Linked DNA regions of Rattus norvegicus: region 1 is linked to region 2. A link is a contact called in public Hi-C data. All regions are on one chromosome and are shown on one strand. The core of a region is the stretch at or near the end of the contact, and the rest is flanking DNA. Distances in the headings are between cores, read along the strand shown. Region 1 has its middle 28 kb from the start of Tlr3. Region 2 has its middle 24 kb from the start of Sorbs2.

Region 1 (3,000 bases), core at 226-2,725, 140 kb after region 2:
ACAAAGATGAAAACAACATATGGCATCGTACAAACACTCTCCGTTGTCAAACGTGGTAAAATGGGCAGATCCTGTGGGCTGGCCCCATCCATAGAAGGAAATGTTAGGAATTATTAAAATTACAAAGCACTTGCCCACTAAACAACCTCTGTTTTGCCAGTCATGACTGTCACGTTACCTATTTTTACTGGAGCCCTCATAGCACCCACCCTCTTGCACCTGTAGACGCCATCTTCAGTCTGGCACCACAGAAGACAATGCTGTGGGTCAGGTGTCTTTGAAATCTTCAATTAACGATCCTTCAGCTCAGCTTCCAGAGACTTCTATGATTCAATTTCTAAGGGTCCTCGTACCAAAGAGTTCTTGTCTTGTTTCGCAGCCCAGGAAAATCTCATTTGTACAATTTCTGCCGGGTTTTAACAGCTGTTACGTTACTGCGGGCTCTCATGGCTCCCTCCGTAAGTGACCTTTGACTTTCATTCTCCGAACGGTGGTAGCTCGTTAACACGTTGGGTTTGTTGTTGTTTTTTCTGCCCAGGCTTGGGAAAATGCGGTGTTAAATACTTCATTCAAATTCATTCAAATTCATTCAAAATACGTTTACCACGTGTTGATTATGTGTCCGCCCTTTTGGAAGCAATGAGATACAGAAGTGGACAGAATAAGACCGAAGTTCCCTGTGGACCATATTCCTCAGCAAGGGACAGGCAATAGGCAAAGTAAAAATACACTGCGTGTCAGATGGTGTGAATGTGGTAGAGCTAAGCGCTACAGAGGCAGCCGCCCCAGCCTGCAGATTTAAATAAAGCAGAAGGAAAGGTCTTTGCGGAGGTGACATGTTAGCCAAGACTGGAGGATGTGCTGGAGAAAGGAGGGTTGGATACCGGAAGCTAGCGGTGGCCGGAAGCTAGCAGCGGCCGGAAGCTAGGAGAGGCCGTGAGGAAAAAAAAACATGCCAGCTGAGATCTGGGGTGCTAGAAGTGGAGAACAAGGAGAAAGTGCCCAACAGAAATGAGAGAAAAGGAAGCAAAGGAAAGATCGACTCTCTGTCCTAAGAGACTCGGTGGTCTCCTCAGGGAGCGATCGTCCACACTATTTTATCACACCGATGAGTAAACTCCCGTATTAAGGTACTCACTGCTATGGATCAGCCCCTGCCAGAGTGCATAATATGATCACAGGTACTGAGAGCTCAACACTTAGGAAGAGACTTAATGGACTAGAACAGAGTGCTGAATGAAGAGACTCTCTCTCCTTTCCTTCACACACACCCCACTCTTCAGTAGGGGGTGATGTTCTGTTGGCATTGTGGCTGGCAGCCGTGATGCCATTTAGAACTTGCATGGGCACAACCTTGGCATTCCAGGTCTACTACTTGCAATGGGGTCCACCTCTGCAATGGGGTGGAATGTATTCCCTGCAGGTTTCCTATGGTTTCCTCTTAGACCGCTTGGCTGTACATACAGAGGACTACAGTACCCTCTTGTGGTCGACCTTCAGAACTGGAATTTGTTTTCACATTCCCTCAGCACCCTGCCAGTGATCGTGTACAGCAATCTATTGCTCACCAAAGTGAAGGAAATCATTGGCAGAATTCACTGGATAAAATCCAGACCCAAATAATCCTAGTTTTATCTAACTTATCCGGGTGGTTACAACCCCGTGGTCCAACTCAGTCTCCGGGTCAGTAAATTACACATTTATCCCATTCATATTTCAACATTCTTCTGGTTAGATTCAAAATGCTTCGATCCCAACTAAATCTTTGAGTGATCTTTCACCAGTTAACTCTCCAAACAATTCCCCCTTGTCAGTCTCACAGATGGGAGTCCAGCGCCATTATATGAAGTGGAAAAGCATAACATTCTAAATAAATGTCTTACCAATGAGGAAAAAGGATGTTTCTCAGTCACCATTTAGAACACTTCTTTGAACTTCTGTTTTAGGATTTGCCTCAGATGTTCAATGTGTTTGTATTTATCCCCATCTACATATATGGCCTCTATTCTTGATGTATGAGTGCTCTGCTGCATATACATCTACAGGCCAGAAGAGGGCATCAGCTCTCCTTATAGATGATTGTGAGCCACCATGTAGTTACTGGGAATTGAACTCAGGACCTGTGGAAGAGCAACCACTGCTCTCAACCGCTGAGCCATCTCACCAGCCCTGTTTCTATACTTGAGAAATGTATTATGTCACATTACACTAATGTTGTCTTGCATAATATCTTATATTGAAATTATATTCTAGGTAAATTACATTCCAATTATATTGTATAATAGTATAGATAATTTACATTAAAATGGTATTATAGTGTGGGTAAAATATATTACAAATATACAATAAAATATACAATTGTCTGAAAGCTATGTTATATATATATAATTGGCTTCATTATAGGTCTACTTCTAAAAATCCCATTGGATACATGGTTTATGAGTTTTGGGAAAATTCGTGCTTTTATCTTCATTATTCTTCAAGAATTGTGTAGCCTGTATTTACAGACCACCCCTGGGGTATAGCTGGCTGCCTCTGTGCAGTCACTATCACAAATGGGTGTGCCTCGCAGGCACAATACTGCACAGGGAACATTTAGCCCTTATACAAAGGGGAACTTCTCAGGAGATACATTCACCCGTGTGCTTTAAATCACTCTCAAGGCACTAAGTCTCGAAGGAGATCGTCATGAAGGACTACTGAGATGGCTACCTCTTCACTGTATGAACCAGAACAGGGGTGTGCTTGGATTCAAACCGTATAATACGGTGACTATGGTTTTGCCAGAAAAATATATTACCAGTCAAATATGAGAACTAAGAGATAAAACAACAGAAAACGCTTTCCATGCGTCAGAAATATGGTATATGGAGGACTATTTCTATTCAGAAAAATACATTTACTTAATTCAGGCATTGTTGCTTTTATAGATGTTTAATCTGTAAATAGATATTGGATTAATAAGTACACAGAGATGTTTAACATGTTGTTCGACAAGTC
Region 2 (2,867 bases), core at 27-2,526:
CTAATGTGATCACACACAGACACAGACACAGACACAGACACACACACACACACACACACACACACACACACACACACACACACACACACTCTTAATAAAAATGTTGGCCAGGACAACGCAAAACTTTGAGGAAAAGAATTTTAAAGTAAAAAGAAATTGATTTCTAGTCCTACCTTCATGCTTACTCTCAATAGACTCTTGGGCACACGGGGGAGTGAATTAACCACTTGGATAAAGCAGATGGAGCGTTCTTCTCACCAAGTGAGAAAGAGATGAGCTGTTTTCTAAGTCATACTGTCGGGTTTCTCCGTACAGTATTTATAAAATGCGAACACCTACTCAAAGCTTATGTACTGCATTAAAATAGCCGTGAAGATGTATCATGAAGAGTATCAGCTGCCTTTCATGATCAGATAATGATTTAGTCAACTCATGCATGGTTCCATACCATCCAGACTTGTGTTTCCACTCAACTTTTAAAAGGATTAAAACAAATAATCTGGTTTTCAGACTCTCCTCTCCGGTGGAAATGACTTCACTGATCTGCCTGCAGAGGAGAATGAGAAGGGTAACATTCCTACACTGTCTGTCTTTGAGTCCAAGATCAAATGTCAGATTTCCTTCATTTTCTCAAGGGTTGTGAGCCCCAGCTCTGAGGGAGTTTTAAGAGTCACCATGGTAATTAGAAATCATTTGATTATGTCCACACTGGTCATTTTTTTCATATTAAAGCTCTCCCCTACGTTCTCCACATTCCTTTCTATTTCCGAGGTGATTACTATTCACCCAGATGTAGCAGATTGAAAGATATTTAAGAAAACAATGAGATGAATTAGACAACATTTCGTTTGCTGATTCAGATGCTTCAGGGGGTCATAATTTAGAGAAAGAATCATTGTGCAACTTATTTGAAATTTCCCTAAGAAAATCTATACAATAACTATGCAGAAGAAAGAGAGCTAGCACATAAATAATACTTTCAGGGTCATACAAATTTTTTGTTTGCTTAACTGTTTTGTTTTGGTTGGCCAGTGCTTTATTAATGAGCTACGCCCAGACCCTGGATTTTTGGGACAGGATCTCATTGTACCCTGGAATTTGCTGTGTAACCCAGACTGACCTTGAACTTGCGTCTTCCCAGTGCAGCCTTCCTAGAGCTATGAATATAGGTGTGCATGTGCCTTTGCCCCCCTTGAATAGACACATTTTTAACCAAATAGCTCTACACTTGCCTACCACTGGACTTAAGTCTGCAGTCTTGGAAGTGACAGAAGGAAGCAGGTGAATACACAGCTCCCTAAGCACTGAAGGACTTGAAGCATTGTCTTTAATGTGCTGAAAAGGATCTCCTATTGATCTCTAAAGTGTAACCCAGCCAGGCTTAGGGACTGACTTCTCTGGAGAAAGGAGAAGCGCCTGAAGCATAAAGACGACTGTCTCGGGCTGAGTTCTCACTGGTACTAACCTTCTGCTTTGAAGGTCTAATAGGGCTGTCTTAGCTTGCCACTCTTCACCCAGGTTGCATGGTTAATTATTTACCTTCCTCCCTGGTCTCCTCGGATTCTTTTCTTATCAAGTTGCTCTATCTGAACTCCAAACAAACAACCTCCCTGGGGCAGTTAGTGCTTTCCCTAAACTGGGTTTCTGTGACATCAGCTGAACATTTTTTTTCTGTTCATCCACTCACCGTCTCTCATGGTCTTTCTTGTTCTCAATAACCAGGAGTAGGTCAGGGATCACTGGCGGTTTTGTGTGGGTGTTTGTGGTTTTATTGGGTCTTGCTTCTTTTTGATTTTTTTTTTGAGCTTACTGTTCAAATCTATTTATTTTAAGAGCCACCGTGACTCTACCTGCCATAGACCCTTTCAGATGTCACTTGATAAAGGAACCTCTTTGTTCTGTTCCCCAAGATTTCCTGCTGTTTGAAGAGTTGGATCTCAGTCTCTGGAATGGGCTTCACGTGCTCACCTCGACCTTGAGTGATTTCATAATTAAAAATAATTAGACAGCCAAGTTGGTATTTTGGATTTTTCTCTTCTTTCCTCCCAAGACTCCCACAGGAGCAGATTGCTCTGGCCAAATGTGGCAGAAGAAAAGTGAGTAGGTGGGGGGAGGTGGGAGTGGAGGGGTGTCAGTCAAGCAGTGGCTCCATTTCTGGACTACCTTTCAGTCTGAGTTCCAAATAAAGCCTATCACACGCAAGCTCTTATCTCTTAAAGGTCTTAGGCAGTATATATCTTTTTTTTCCAGCCTATTTTAAATCATTTTGGGAAACAAAAAAGATTCTAGAAATGAAATAGAAAATAAAGGGGAAGTATGGATGGCACCCAGATAGGTTGAGCAATTTGTCTGATCTCCTCTTCATGTGGTGAACCAATAGCTCACCATATGAAGGACCCAATTGAGAACTTAAGAATTGCCCACAAGAGTCACCAAGGTAGTACCCACCTTCAAGGGAATGGAGGAAGCTAGAGTGGGTGTGTGCTGTTGACGCAGACACAGCCACATCAAGGGTTGATGCTTCAGCACCATGGGTGTGTGTGGTGGTTTGAATACACTTGGCCCAAGAAGTGGCACTATTAGGAGATGTAGACTTGTTGGAGTAGGTGTGGCCTTGTTAGAAGAAGTGTGTCACTGTGGGGTGGGCTTTGAGACCTTCTTCCTAGCCACATGGGAGTCAGTGTTTTCTTAGTGGCCTTCAGATGAAGATGTAAAACTCTCAACTCATCTTGTACCGTGCCTTGGTGATAATGGACTGAACCTCTGAACCTGTAGCCCAGCTCTAACTAATTGTTGTCCTTTATTAGAGTTGCCACAGTGGTCATGGTGTTTCTGCATAGTAATGAAACCCTAACTAAGACAGCTTG

What was found. Hi-C and Micro-C count contacts between places; a contact is called where the count stands out from the background.
Region 1: a contact with region 2 is called in a Hi-C map of frontal cortex, with 2.6 times the contacts expected there. The contact joins two enhancer-like sites. A contact is called at or near these places in 4 of 12 Hi-C or Micro-C datasets (frontal cortex, hepatocytes, kidney and 1 more).

The regions. Positions count from the first base shown.
Region 1 is chr16:53,525,901-53,528,900 of GRCr8, forward strand. No RefSeq gene overlaps it. Among named protein-coding and RNA genes, the nearest start is that of Tlr3, 28 kb to the right of the region's middle. Within about 2 kb of position 1,476, at least 7 of the 93 cell types and tissues checked have an H3K27ac peak or open chromatin away from gene starts, as enhancers often do.
Region 2 is chr16:53,381,590-53,384,456 of GRCr8, forward strand. It overlaps a transcript of Sorbs2 not described here. Among named protein-coding and RNA genes, the nearest start is that of Sorbs2, 24 kb to the left of the region's middle. Within about 2 kb of position 1,277, at least 10 of the 93 cell types and tissues checked have an H3K27ac peak or open chromatin away from gene starts, as enhancers often do.